Linked DNA regions of Sus scrofa: region 1 is linked to region 2. A link is a contact called in public Hi-C data. All regions are on one chromosome and are shown on one strand. The core of a region is the stretch at or near the end of the contact, and the rest is flanking DNA. Distances in the headings are between cores, read along the strand shown. Region 1 overlaps TMEM117 (transmembrane protein 117). Region 2 has its middle 40 kb from the start of ADAMTS20.

Evidence for each region. A called contact is a pair of places that touch in the nucleus more often than the background predicts.
Region 1: a Hi-C map of skeletal muscle shows a contact between it and region 2, with 2.4 times the contacts expected there. The contact joins two enhancer-like sites. A contact is called at or near these places in 2 of 47 Hi-C or Micro-C datasets (embryonic fibroblasts and skeletal muscle).

Annotation. Positions count from the first base shown.
Region 1 is chr5:74,950,888-74,953,877 of Sscrofa11.1, forward strand. All of the region lies in intron 2 of TMEM117 (transmembrane protein 117), which reads left to right. Among named protein-coding and RNA genes, the nearest start is that of TMEM117, 35 kb to the left of the region's middle. Within about 2 kb of position 1,429, at least 9 of the 83 cell types and tissues checked have an H3K27ac peak or open chromatin away from gene starts, as enhancers often do. A contact at or near this core is called in skeletal muscle, where this site is marked.
Region 2 is chr5:74,711,525-74,714,498 of Sscrofa11.1, forward strand. No RefSeq gene overlaps it. Among named protein-coding and RNA genes, the nearest start is that of ADAMTS20, 40 kb to the left of the region's middle. Within about 2 kb of position 1,312, at least 7 of the 83 cell types and tissues checked have an H3K27ac peak or open chromatin away from gene starts, as enhancers often do. A contact at or near this core is called in skeletal muscle, where this site is marked.

The sequences.
Region 1 (2,990 bases), core at 179-2,678, 240 kb after region 2:
TTGCTTGTCATGGATATTAACCAAAATCTGAGACTTATACTGAAGCAGGAAAACATTTTTGTTAATTTTGTGGCATTAAAAAAAAATGTTGCTCACTTTCATTTTGAAGCTTTTAAAAATCTTTCAAGGTTTTTGTCCCTCTTGTTTGCTGTTTTTATACCCACTTTTACTGTATCTTTTTTGTTAGCTTTTATTTCTTACCTTTTGTTGTCATTTCCTGTTTCATTCTGAGAGTTTTCTTGCCTTTTTTCAACATAAGTACTTGAATTTGTGATATTTTATTTTTGTTTCTTGCATTCTTTTTATTCTTTCTTAAAGTTATCTACATATGCTTATTTTCTCTATTATTTCTTTTTATTCTTCCAAACATCTTTTACTTACTTATCATTACAGCCGGTGAGTTATAATTATTTTTGAGATTTCTTGCCTTTAGTCTGAACTGAAAAATCTATATATGTGTCTTCACTTACTGTTCTTTAATCTTCTATTTTGACTTTCTTCTTTTCAATACTTTATTTTATTCTTGTTTTCCTGTCCTAGTTCTCCCCATTTTGGTAATTGTTGGTATTTTTTTCCTTGGGACTAGTAAATAAAAACTTTCTTACTTCATAACTTTGCAGGAGGGAGTGAAAATGGTGAAGATGAGAACATTCTGCTTTGCCATAACAATAAATAGGAAGGTGTTATGGAACTTTAATTTGCCTCCTCTTTTCAAGGGCGAGAGCTCAAAAAGACTTACGAGCAGCATTAAATCCTGGAAGATGGCCTCATCTAGTCTGTTTTCCCCAATCTCTATTCTCTTTTTTTGTTTTTAATCTAAAGAGGATGGTTGATCACTACATTCTTAGTGTTCTTTTTAATTTGACTTGTTCTTCAGTTTAAGTCCTTTGTTGGTACTTGGCACACAAATAATATGCTGCACATATCAATTTGAGTTAATTTGAGCTACCATCTAATGTATTGGCTTCGTCGCCATCTAAATACTCACTCAAACCTCTAATTTCTGGAAGGGTAATGGTGATAACAAATTGGATCTTGTGGGATGGAGTGAAGCCAGGGTGGCCAAGATCCCTCTGGAGATGTAGGTGGAAACTATGTTTTCTTGCTAGTAAATAACATTTGATATTTGATAAGTTTTCTCTCCTTGCTTCTCAAGTAATAGGAGATCCCCAAGGGAACTGAACCAGTTAATACTGACTGTATTAATTCTTCTCTGTGAAAAACAAGTTAGCCTCAATCATTTAATAGATGCAGGCTGCCCCAAAGTATTTTATAAATGATGTTTTTAAAAAGCGAAATACAAATAGTTTTTGCATCATCAAGATTTGCTAAAACTGGAGTTCCCCTTGTGACTCAGCAGAAAGGAACCCAGCTAGTATCCATGAGGACTTGAATTTGATCTCTGGCCTCACTGAGTAGGTTAGGAATCTGGTGTTGCCATGAGCTGCGTTATAGGTCACAGATGCAGCTTGGATCCTGTGTTGCTGTGGCTGTAGCCATAGCCAGCAGCTACAGTTCTGATTCAATGATTCAATTCCTAGCCTGGGAACTTCCACATGCTGAAGGTACAGCCCTAAAAAGACAAAAAAAAAGACAACAACAACAAAAATTGCTAAAACCCACAACAATGGAATTGAAACAAACAGTGGGGAAGTGTGTATGTATTTGGTGTGTGTCTGTGTGGCGTGGTGCATGAGGTGTGCATAAACAGATGCAGAGTCTGGTCAGGCAAGGGGATAAGCAGAGAGGGCTGACCCTAAGCTAAGTTTTACAGGAGATTTGGCAGGACCCCCAGAACAGATTTAACTGAGTTTTAACTGGAAATCCACATTCAAGCTCTTGAGATATGTTACTGCTTAATGGTTCAATAGCTCAAGCAGTTCCGCTTATATGTGTCTCATTTCCATTCTGAAAGTCATGCAGGATCATGGCTAATAGAATCTCTTTCATAAATTCATTTCTCAAGCTCTTTATTTTATTTGCTCTTTCCCCTGATTGTGACTTTGGCTGGATTGATCATCTGGCTGCTTAAAATTCAAAGAATCTAATTTAGGACAGGGCCTGGAACAAAAACATGTCGGGCTGCTTTATTTATCGTTGAAAGGAAGAATGACAAATTATCAGATCATTATTGGGTTTGGCTAACAATGAGCAAGGGAAAAAAAATCGGAGGCCATTTTGCCTTGTCTTTACGTCTTACTCTTTGCCCTTTCCCATTATGTATTGCTTACTTTTTTAGAATGATGTAGGTCCACAGGCTCAGTCCACACATGGCTGGAAACTCTGCCTTTAGTCTCATTTGGCAAACTTATTCACATGGAAAATGTGAACAGTTTAAATGTTTAGTCTGTTCAAACTCAAATAGCTTGTTGGAGCAGTTTTGATTGACTGAGTCCTTTGGGTAGGCAGACAGCTCATTATTTCAGCTTTTCTCTCCCTCTCCCTTTCCACCCTGCCGCCTGAGGGTCTGGTGGAAGAGTGTGCCTTTCATGATCTGCATGGTGGGCTCATCCTGTCTCCATGGCTTCGTCCCTTTCACTCTGGAGATTGTTTGCCATACTGATGTCTATGGTAAAGATTAGCAGCTGATAAAACTCATGATTTGGGAGTTCCTGTTGTAGCTCAGCAGGTTAAGAACCTGACATAGTGTCCGTGAGGATTCACGTTTGATTCCTGGCCTCACCGAATGGGTTAAGGATCTGGTGTTGCTGCAAGCTGTGGCATAGGCAGCAGATGTGACTCAGATCCTTCATTGCTGTGGCTGTGGCTGGCAGCTGCAGCTCTGATTTGACCCCTAGCCAGGGAACTTCCATATGTTGCAAGTAAGGCTATAAGAAGGAAAAAAAAAAAAAAAAAAAAAAAACCCAAACTTGTGATTTGGTGTTTCTTATATTGTTCAGGTGTGGTGGTGATCCCTGGCTGACTTGGCTCCCTGGGTCTCTGACTGGTTCATCAGTTGGCTCCTACCCCAGGTGTCCCACCTGTTCTTT
Region 2 (2,974 bases), core at 62-2,561:
TTAAGAGAGTCTCATTTAATAATCCAATGAAAATGTGTTTCAATTCTGAGCTGCTCTGGACAAATCTTATACAGCTCTATCTACTCATGTAACTTGTCATCTTGGCCATATCCAATATGGCCATATCTTTCCATATTGCTTAGGAAAAACTCAATCCTGTAACATGAATGGCATTTAGACCTCTAGTGTCTTGGTTTCTCACTCTCTCTTCCTTTTTTACCATCAGCTTTTTATCCTTCTTATCTTTTCTCCCCTCTTCTTTTTCTTTCTTCTTTGCTTTCTTCCAATTACTTCTAAACCATTAATACAGTAACTCTTTGTTTAGAACAGTTGTGCAACCTACACATTTAGGAAGTATAATATCAGAAATTCCCTTGCACATTCTTTAGGATTGGTGACCAGTGTCCTGAGGCAGCGTGACTGTAATTTTCCTTGTAGCTGATGAGATGATTTGGGATTAATGAATGTCAAAGGTTAAGGATCAATAGAGAATATCCATTTGCCAAAATCATTGTAAGAGTTTTAGACAGGAAAAATCTTTGTGTTGGATCCAATGTCCATTCATAAGTAACAGTAGACCTTCTTTTTTGATGATCTAATGGTGGAAATTCCCTGCATGCTGGCCAGAAGCAAAGAAATGTTGCTTCAAGCAAAATTACTGATGCCCTTCCATCCTACCACATAAGACTGCCAATGCAAAAACTTAGCTCAGATTACACCCACCACCCCACTACCAAGAAAGGAGAGATATGTGTCTTGAGAGCTGGTAAAGTATGACAGAAGGAATATTAACTACATATTGGGGGAATCAGAGAACTAGCCCTGTGTTCTGCCACTATCCAGCAATACTAAATAAGTACCTTCATGTCTTGAAGACTCATTTCTTTAACTATGAAATGAAAATATTGGATTGGATTATCTTTAAATTTCCTTGCATCTCTGACATCCTTTGTTCCATAGTTTATCATGAAAATAATTTTAAAGAAAAAAAAATAACAGGAGGTTTAAATAAAATGAATGAATAGAAAAATGAGGAATATGAAGCAGGGTATAGTGAAGAATAGGGTGAAATAGTTCCAAACTTCTTGATCAAATAAACACAGCTTTTTAAAGAATGAACAATTGAGATCAACTTAATTGACAAGTTCCTGCCATGCTTGTGGTCTATGAGTGTTCTAAGTTAGGCAGTATTTTCCCACTGGCAGATCAGAACCTCCTCTGGTAAACAGGCTGACTTTTAGCACTGAGCTTGGGACAGAACAGAACATAAAGGGTGTGTTTAGGGAAGATGATATGAACTCCTAGGACTCACAAGAGAGGAAAATATTCTCTGTTCTTTCACAGAAGCTGTTTGGCAGCAAATCCACAAGCACTGAGCATATCACTTGCTTTTTCTCATACTTTCTTCATGAATGAGGAGAGGCAAAAAAATAAAAAATACCAGTGAGAGAGCTCTGTTACAACTCCAAACCAGATTCTTACCGTTTAGAGAAATTAAGATTTAATTTTATAATCTCATTCTTTGAGTCTCAGAAGAATGAGAATTCAGTGGGAAGGGTGTTCCTCCTCCCTTCTTTTCTATCAATGTAATCATTTCAGGAAAATTATTTTGCAATGCTGATTTTAAGACTTTCCCACTTAACTGAGCTTTCATTTCTGCAATGCCTAAGCAACTCCCGAAGTTCAAAGATCACAGTTCTTTACAAGGCAGCTCAGTATAATGACTGTGTTCACACAGAGCAATGAACTGCAATATTTCACGCTCTTTCAGAGTGGTTACTGTTGGCAGGGCAAAACTATTGGTAATCCTTTCCACAGCTGCAAAAGAGCCTCTGTGTATTATATCACTAGATCTAATGGCAATCAAAATTGACAATACCTTAAAAATCTACATTTAACTGAATTATTGAGCCTCAAAAATTCAAGATGACCGGAATTTTCACATGCTAACATCAAATAATCTTATTTACAGAAGGTGGGTATTAAATGTGTTTGCAACCTTGCATGAAATATGCATTAAATTTAACTAATTTCATCTGACAGTGTTTATTTGGCTAGGATGCACAGTACTATGTATGTGCCAGGAAGACTGCTGTTTAATAAGCAGAAAAAAAAATGGAGCTCATGAATGTTTGTGGAGGTCTGGAATGTTGTACGCTAAGACTAAATTTCAGTGATGTATTATCTAAAACTTATAACAACACTTTGGAATTCAAACAGTCTGATGTGCTACGTAACATAAAACTGTACGCAAATACCTTCTTCTGTTTTGAGACAAATCCAGTAGCTTCAGCCTCTCCACTGCCACCCAGAGGAGTTAAAAATCAACAAATAATGGAGAAAATGTCTCCAGAGTCAGCATCAGGAGGAAATTATTCTGCTATAGGGTTTCTTAAGGATTTTGTGTTTGGAGACCATCAGCAACTGGATAAGACAAGAAAATTTGGGGTAAAATTTCAAGTGCCTAAGAGATCACCAACTGGAATTCAAACTTAACAAATGTGCTGGGGGTAGGGTTTCAACACAGGTTTTCCTAGTGTAGGGCAGGAAATAGAGCATCTCTAAGCATGTCCTATTACTTAAATGCATGAAAGCCCTGACGAGAACAGCTGAGTCTTTTCAAAGCTTTTACCCTTCAGTTAGTCTGGATAAAGTAACTTTAAAGTTAATTGTAGGTTACTTTTAAATACAGTGTGAGGGGTCTCCAATTTATGATTCTCCTTTTCGTTTATTGCAAAGTTAAAAGTGGGGTTGTGTGTGTGTGTTTCAGTTGAAGGGCTTTTATAAATTTATGTCTTGAGAGTATACTGATGGTCTTCTTAGCAGTGATATATTTATATTTTTATATGCTTCTGGGTAATTCTCCATTCTTTCTTTATTCTAATATGTATTTACACACTTTTAGTCTTTTAAATATTCTTCTTAGAGCTTAAACAGAAAAAGTGGGGTAATCTGTCCCAATTTTTTTTAGTCT